2 separate regions of the Mus musculus genome follow, and region 1 is linked to region 2. Evidence: chromatin contacts called from public HiChIP or PLAC-seq data. All regions are on one chromosome and are shown on one strand. The core of a region is the stretch at or near the end of the contact, and the rest is flanking DNA. Distances in the headings are between cores, read along the strand shown. Region 1 overlaps Gm5544 (predicted gene 5544). Region 2 holds the start of Hmgcs2 (3-hydroxy-3-methylglutaryl-Coenzyme A synthase 2).

What was found. HiChIP or PLAC-seq counts read pairs in DNA pulled down with a chosen protein or histone mark.
Region 1: an HNF4G HiChIP or PLAC-seq map of pancreatic cancer cells shows a contact between it and region 2. The contact joins the enhancer-like site here to the promoter of Hmgcs2 in region 2. A contact is called at or near these places in 3 of 39 promoter capture datasets (cranial neural crest, embryonic stem cells and liver), 1 of 15 datasets of contacts at CTCF or cohesin (the NIH/3T3 cell line), 2 of 484 Hi-C or Micro-C datasets (cortical neurons and forebrain), 6 of 115 datasets of contacts at active chromatin or transcription factors (the SCID.adh cell line, acute myeloid leukemia, astrocytes and 2 more) and 1 of 9 other capture datasets (embryonic stem cells).

Annotation. Positions count from the first base shown.
Region 1 is chr3:97,941,098-97,944,054 of GRCm38.p6, forward strand. The region is part of intron 1 of Gm5544 (predicted gene 5544); the gene reads left to right. Among named protein-coding and RNA genes, the nearest start is that of Gm5544, 12 kb to the left of the region's middle. RefSeq lists an enhancer at 814-1,790. Within about 2 kb of position 1,599, at least 139 of the 459 cell types and tissues checked have an H3K27ac peak or open chromatin away from gene starts, as enhancers often do. A contact at or near this core is called in the SCID.adh cell line, astrocytes, cortical neurons and 3 more, where this site is marked.
Region 2 is chr3:98,279,175-98,281,904 of GRCm38.p6, forward strand. It overlaps Hmgcs2 (3-hydroxy-3-methylglutaryl-Coenzyme A synthase 2), which reads left to right and starts at 1,257. Exons shown (of 10, transcript NM_008256.4): 1 at 1,257-1,413. The coding sequence starts at 1,310.

The DNA of each region.
Region 1 (2,957 bases), core at 349-2,848, 340 kb before region 2:
CCCACTCCTCCTCCTGCTTCATGCTTTAGCAGCTTGTCTTACTTTGTGGGACTTATTTTAAGGGTTACTTGTTGGCTCCCCTTGGGGACTGTGTTCTGGAAGAAAAGTGTTTGTGTTCACTGTCCACGGCTATAGCATCGGTATCTCAGCTGTGCCTGGCAAAATGCGCTTTCTGATGTGTGTTAAATGACTGTAACTACACTATTAAAAATCTGGAAAATGACGCCTTGGTTTTGAAAGTTGGAAGGTATTGACTGTTAAGTGTGATGTGCATAGGAGCTATAGTGTAGAAGAAAATTGGATTCTGGTCCTGATGCTGCATTGTTCTAGTTGGGCACAGCTGGGCAACTGTACCTCTCAACTCCATCACCTACGAAGTAGTCATAACAAGGTCTCCCTCACAGAACTGTTGTAAAGATGAGGTGAGGAATATATGCAACTGCCTGGCACACAGTAGGCACAGTGTGAGCCTCAGGCTTCTCTTCTGAACATCCATCGGGGAAAACTGCAGAACTGGAGATAAGTGAGGGCCCCAAATACAGGGGTTGTGCATTTTGTGGTTTACCGTTTAGTCCTCAAGTCCTCCCTAAGCACAGTTTACAGTGGAGATCAGACAAAGGCGACCTGAGTGCTGGTTCACCTTTGACACAAGCTCTCCGACAGTAAGTCCTCACCTCTCTGGCCTCTTTCCATGTTATTAAAATTAAGAGGTTGTGTTGAGTGACTTTCAGTCCATTAAGACTCAAGATGCAATAATTCAAAAGGGCAAGGCAACCCACCTTAGTCTAGCAATCTACACCCTACCATAGTCTAGCCTTCCCTAGACATGCAGACCAGATGTTTCTAATCTTAGACATAAAAGACTCCATTCTTTGGTATCTGAGGTCCAAAAGAAACTAGAGAATTTTTTAAAAGCATACAGCAAAGGAACTTTCTTTTTTTCCCTCATTTCTACATAGCTGCACAGATGGTGTTCAACTTAAGTCAGAAAAGAAAAGCATATATTACACACACACCTTTGGGTTGGGATTTACCATGTGAATCTATATCCCTGAAGGAAAGTGTTTTGTGTTAAGCCAAGAAGTGGATGCCAGCAATTCTCAACTACAGCCCAGCGCCAGCCCAGGCACCCGCAGGACGCGGCCGGGAGCCAGAGCCCGGTGGAGAGTGGCCGGGAGGGCTATGGCTAACGTCTCCCTTCCCGTGGAAAGTTGCCTGGCCTTCCACAGTGCCTCACCAAGGCAGAGGGGTAAGATGGTCTGCTCTACAGGCGCATGGCTGCAGTCAGCAGGTTAGCAGCCCTGTCTGTGTTTCTCTGGGTGGGGGAGGGGTGTCAGCTGCCCAGGACTCCCTCCAGCAACTGACCACAAAGCTTTTCAAATGCCCCGTTGGCAAGGCCCCTGACTTTACTCAGCTGAAAACTGAGGACCTCATCTGGGAAGGGTCAGTTTAAAAAAATGACAGCATTGCCCAAAGTAAACAAAGGGAACAACCACAACAAAATCCTTCTCAGCAGCGTTTCTTTACAATTCCCAGCCCAGCCCACGGGGGCTCGGGCTCAAGTCCCCACCCACTGCCTCTGATGCCCCCATGAGGCCATGTCTGAGTAAGCTTAGCTGACCTGAGGAGCGCAGCTTGTGAGCACGCCCTCCCTGCCCTCTCCCCTGAGTGCAGAGCTGCTGAAATTGGAGTTTAAGGCTGCAGGCACGGAGACTGGCTCGTTCATCAAGATCACTGAACACAGCATAAGAGATAAGTCACCGCTGCTTACTGAGGTGGATCCGGAGGAAGTCGGGGGCCTGAACTGGTCTTTTTCTTCCGGATCCACTCAGCACTGAGGTCACCTCACACTGTTCCAAAGAACTATGAAATAAGGGACTTAATTTTGAGGTTCTCTGTCCTTTTTCTTTTTTGTCGAGACAGAGTCTCTCCTGGAACTCACTATGTAGACCAGTCTGGCCTCGAACTCACAGACATCTGCCTGCCTCTGCCTCCCAAATGTTGGGATTAAAGGAGTGCACTCCCATGCCTGACACTTTATCCTTTTTGAAAGTTTTCTTTCTTTTATTATTTCTTTTATGTGTGTTTTGCCTGCATATATGTCTGTGTACCACATGTGAGCATTATATCCAGGGAGGCCGGGAGAGAGTTTATAATCCCCCAAGACTGGAAGCAGAGATGATTTGGGTGCTGGGAATTGAACCACAGTCCTCTGCGAGAGCAGACAGTGCTCTTAACTTCGGAGCCATGTCTCAGTTCCCATCTGTCCTCTTCTTGATTCTAAGCGAATCTTCCTCTGTTGATCTTGAAGCCTGCCTAGAAAACAATTTTTGAATTTAGACTTGAGCAAGAGGCCTAAGGCTTCCACTTTGTGTGCCTTGTTCACACGATGCATTCAGGTTACTCAAAGCTTCTTTCGAGCATTCTGAGGTCTGCTGCTGAGTGAAGGAGAAATGGGCTTCAGAGTCCAGAAGACCCTGGGATTCTGTCACTACACTAGCTGTGTAGATTAATACACACAAAGTATCTACTCTAAGACTTAGCTTCCTGCAAAATGAATGGGACCATAGTATCTGTTTTAGTTAAAGTTACAACGGCTGTGATGGAACACTGACCAAAGCAACCTGGGGAGGAAAGGCTTTATTCATCTCACTCATCCTCATCGCTGTTTATCATTGAAGGAAGTCAGGACAGGGACTCAAACAGGGTAGAACCCTGGAGGCAGGAGCTGATGCAGAGGCCTTCGAGGGGTGCTGGTTACTGGCTTGTTCCTCTTGGCTTGCTAAGCCTGCTTTCTTATAGAACCCAGGATCATTTGCCTAGGGATGGCCCCCCTCAGGATGGGCTGGGCCCTCCCCCATAGATCACTAATTAAGAAAATGCCTTACAGACTCACGGGAGACATTCTTTTTCAATTGAGTTTCCTCCTTTCTGAAGACTCTAGCTGTGTCATAAAA
Region 2 (2,730 bases), core at 7-2,506:
TTCAACTGCTGTGTGAGTGAGACATAGGGACTTTCTACATGAGGAGCATGAGATAGAGACTCATCTTTAAGACTTTTGTCTTAAGAAGTAGTAGAGGATCTGGATGGGTGGCTCAGTGGGTAAAGTGAAAGTGTGGAGCCTGAGTTTGGAACCCCATACCTGTGTAAAAGCACATACCCGTACCCCAGCTCTGGAACCGCAGAGGCAGGAAGATCCTAGGAGCCCTTTTGGCCACCCCAATAGGCAAGCTCCAGGTTCAGAGGGAGAGACACACATCATTTTAAGACTAAGATTGAGAGTGCTAAAGGATGGTATTGATGCTAGCCCCTGGCAGCCACAGGTGTGCTCAAGTGGGAGCATGGCTGCATGCACACAGCCACAGGTGCACACTCATAGGAGCACAATTACATGCACAGTCCGGAGTCAAAAGATGCTGGGGGATCCCCACTCTGCAGCTTTGTAGACATGGGTCTTTGAGGACTCTGTCCTCCCTGTCTCTAAAATCCAACTTGTAATAAACTTCTCCTTCCTAGGAAAGCCTGAACTTCAAGACAGTCTCCTTTTGAGGGATTCTGAACCTCTCTAGCAGCATCTGCTGCGTCCCTCTTGGAAGCTCTGTGAAGCTCTGTGTAAGCATAATGACGGACAATAAAGATAAGAGGAAAACAACCAGCTCCACAGACCAAAGCCAGCCAGCCCGTCAGATGTGCGTCAACACCTACTCTCAACTGCTTGAAGAGCTGGTATTAAAAGGTTATACCAGTAATCACAGTGCTCATGGAGGCTGAGGGAGGAAGACTGATTTCAAGTTCAAGGCTAGCCTGGGGTATTTAAGAAGAAATGGAGGTGGAGGGGGGATTACTCTTTGGTTTTGAAAGCTGCTTCTTATAGAAATGGTAAGAATAACATCTGACTGCATAAAGTGGTTAGGGGTTAGGAACAGATGGTGAGCCACTCAGCAGAGGAATCAGGAGGCTGCAGAGACGAGTTGGGTGACTGCTGATTGTTGGATGTGTTAGAAGGAGCATGCAAGCTTGCATGGTTAGGCAAAAATAAGGCCAACAATGAAGTCTCAGAGCCAGCCAGCTAGATACCAGCCAGGAACAGTGCAGCTATGTACATGTTAGACATGATGTTTTCCTTTGACTTGTTCTGAGACCTTTGGCCCAGTTTTTCCCCAAGCAGGCAGGGGCCTCGATAAGCGGAGGCGGGGCTTCCAGAGCCTGGAGTCTTATAAAGCCCAACCCAGAATCGTTGGGCATCTCTCCCAAGGGCTGTGGACTGCTGGCTTTCTGTTGATACCTTAGAGATGCAGCGGCTTTTGGCTCCAGCGAGGCGGGTCCTGCAAGTGAAGAGAGCGATGCAGGAAACTTCGCTCACACCTGCTCACCTGCTCTCAGCAGCCCAGCAGAGGTGAGTGGCCTGCTCAGAGGGTCTACATAGATCACTCCCAGACAAGCACCGTGGGGACCAGTAAAACGCGGGGCTTGTTGGAGGACTCACTAGAACCTCAGTCAAAAGCTGGCGAGGTTGTACTCAGTTATAAACAAGTTAGCCTCATTTCTAGACAGCACCTGTTAACTGTTGAGCTGGAAGTGTCTAAGCCAGAGGTCCTCAGCCTTCCTAATGCTGCAACCCTTAATACAGTTCCTCAGGTTGTGGTGACCCCCGCAACCATAAAATTATTTTTATTTCTGCCTCATAACTAATTTTGCTGCTATTATGAATCATAATGTAAATATCTGATATGCAAGATGTATTTTTATTGTCGTAAACTGATCCAAGGGGACAGGACGCACAGGACTCCCAGCCTAAGCCTCTGATGCACTTTGTTTAGGAAAAGCAGCAGCCTTTCCTCTGCCGGCCACAGGGGGCAGCAGACCTCAGGATCCTGCAGCTGCAGTTGTGGTTTAACTGCTTGCTGTCGTTCACTGTGGCAAGATCCAGTATGGACCAAAGAGACGAAGCAGTGTTTCTCCGTGCTTCGGTTTTGTGAGATGAAAGATAAAAATTGTGTGTGTGTTTCTCACTGTGTGTGTGGGGTGGGGTGGATGGGTGGATACATGTACTTGTGAAAGAAAAACAAACATGCCTTCTTTCTTTGTAAACACCCTTCAGTCTCGTCCAAGTAACTGTGGTTGCTCAGAGTTGATGGGACACATCTGGGCTTTGTGCTTCAGGCTCCCAGCTACTTGGGTGTTTTCTCTTTTGCTCTTTGTCCACTGAGCTCAGAGTCCCAGGGCTTCCTTTCCACTTATACCCATGAGTACTGAGTTTTTAGGGAACCTCTTTGCTATGGTGCCCTCCCTTGTCCCGCCCTGCTGGAGCCTGGGTATAGGTGTGGAGGGGAAAGGAGCAGTGCCCTTAAACCTCCTGATTTGCTTTTAGCGCCACTGACATCCACTTCCCCACCCTTGCAAAACCACTGCGTTTTATTTGAATGTTCCAGCTTAGACTTTAGCTTGCTTCTTTTCTATTTGCGAGGAAGTTATGGGGTTTACTTATTTCAGGGCCAGACAGGGTGACCATTTCTCAGTCCCGTCCCCCCCTTTTAAGACAAGGTCTCTATGTAGGTTTTTGTTTGTTTGTTTGTTTTTTGTTTTGTTTTGTTTTTTTGACAGGGTTTCTCTGTGTAGCCCTGGCTGTCCTGGAACTCACTTTGTAGACCAGGCTGGCCTCGAACTCAGAAATCACCTGCCTCTGCCTCCCAAGTGCTGGGATTAAAGGCGT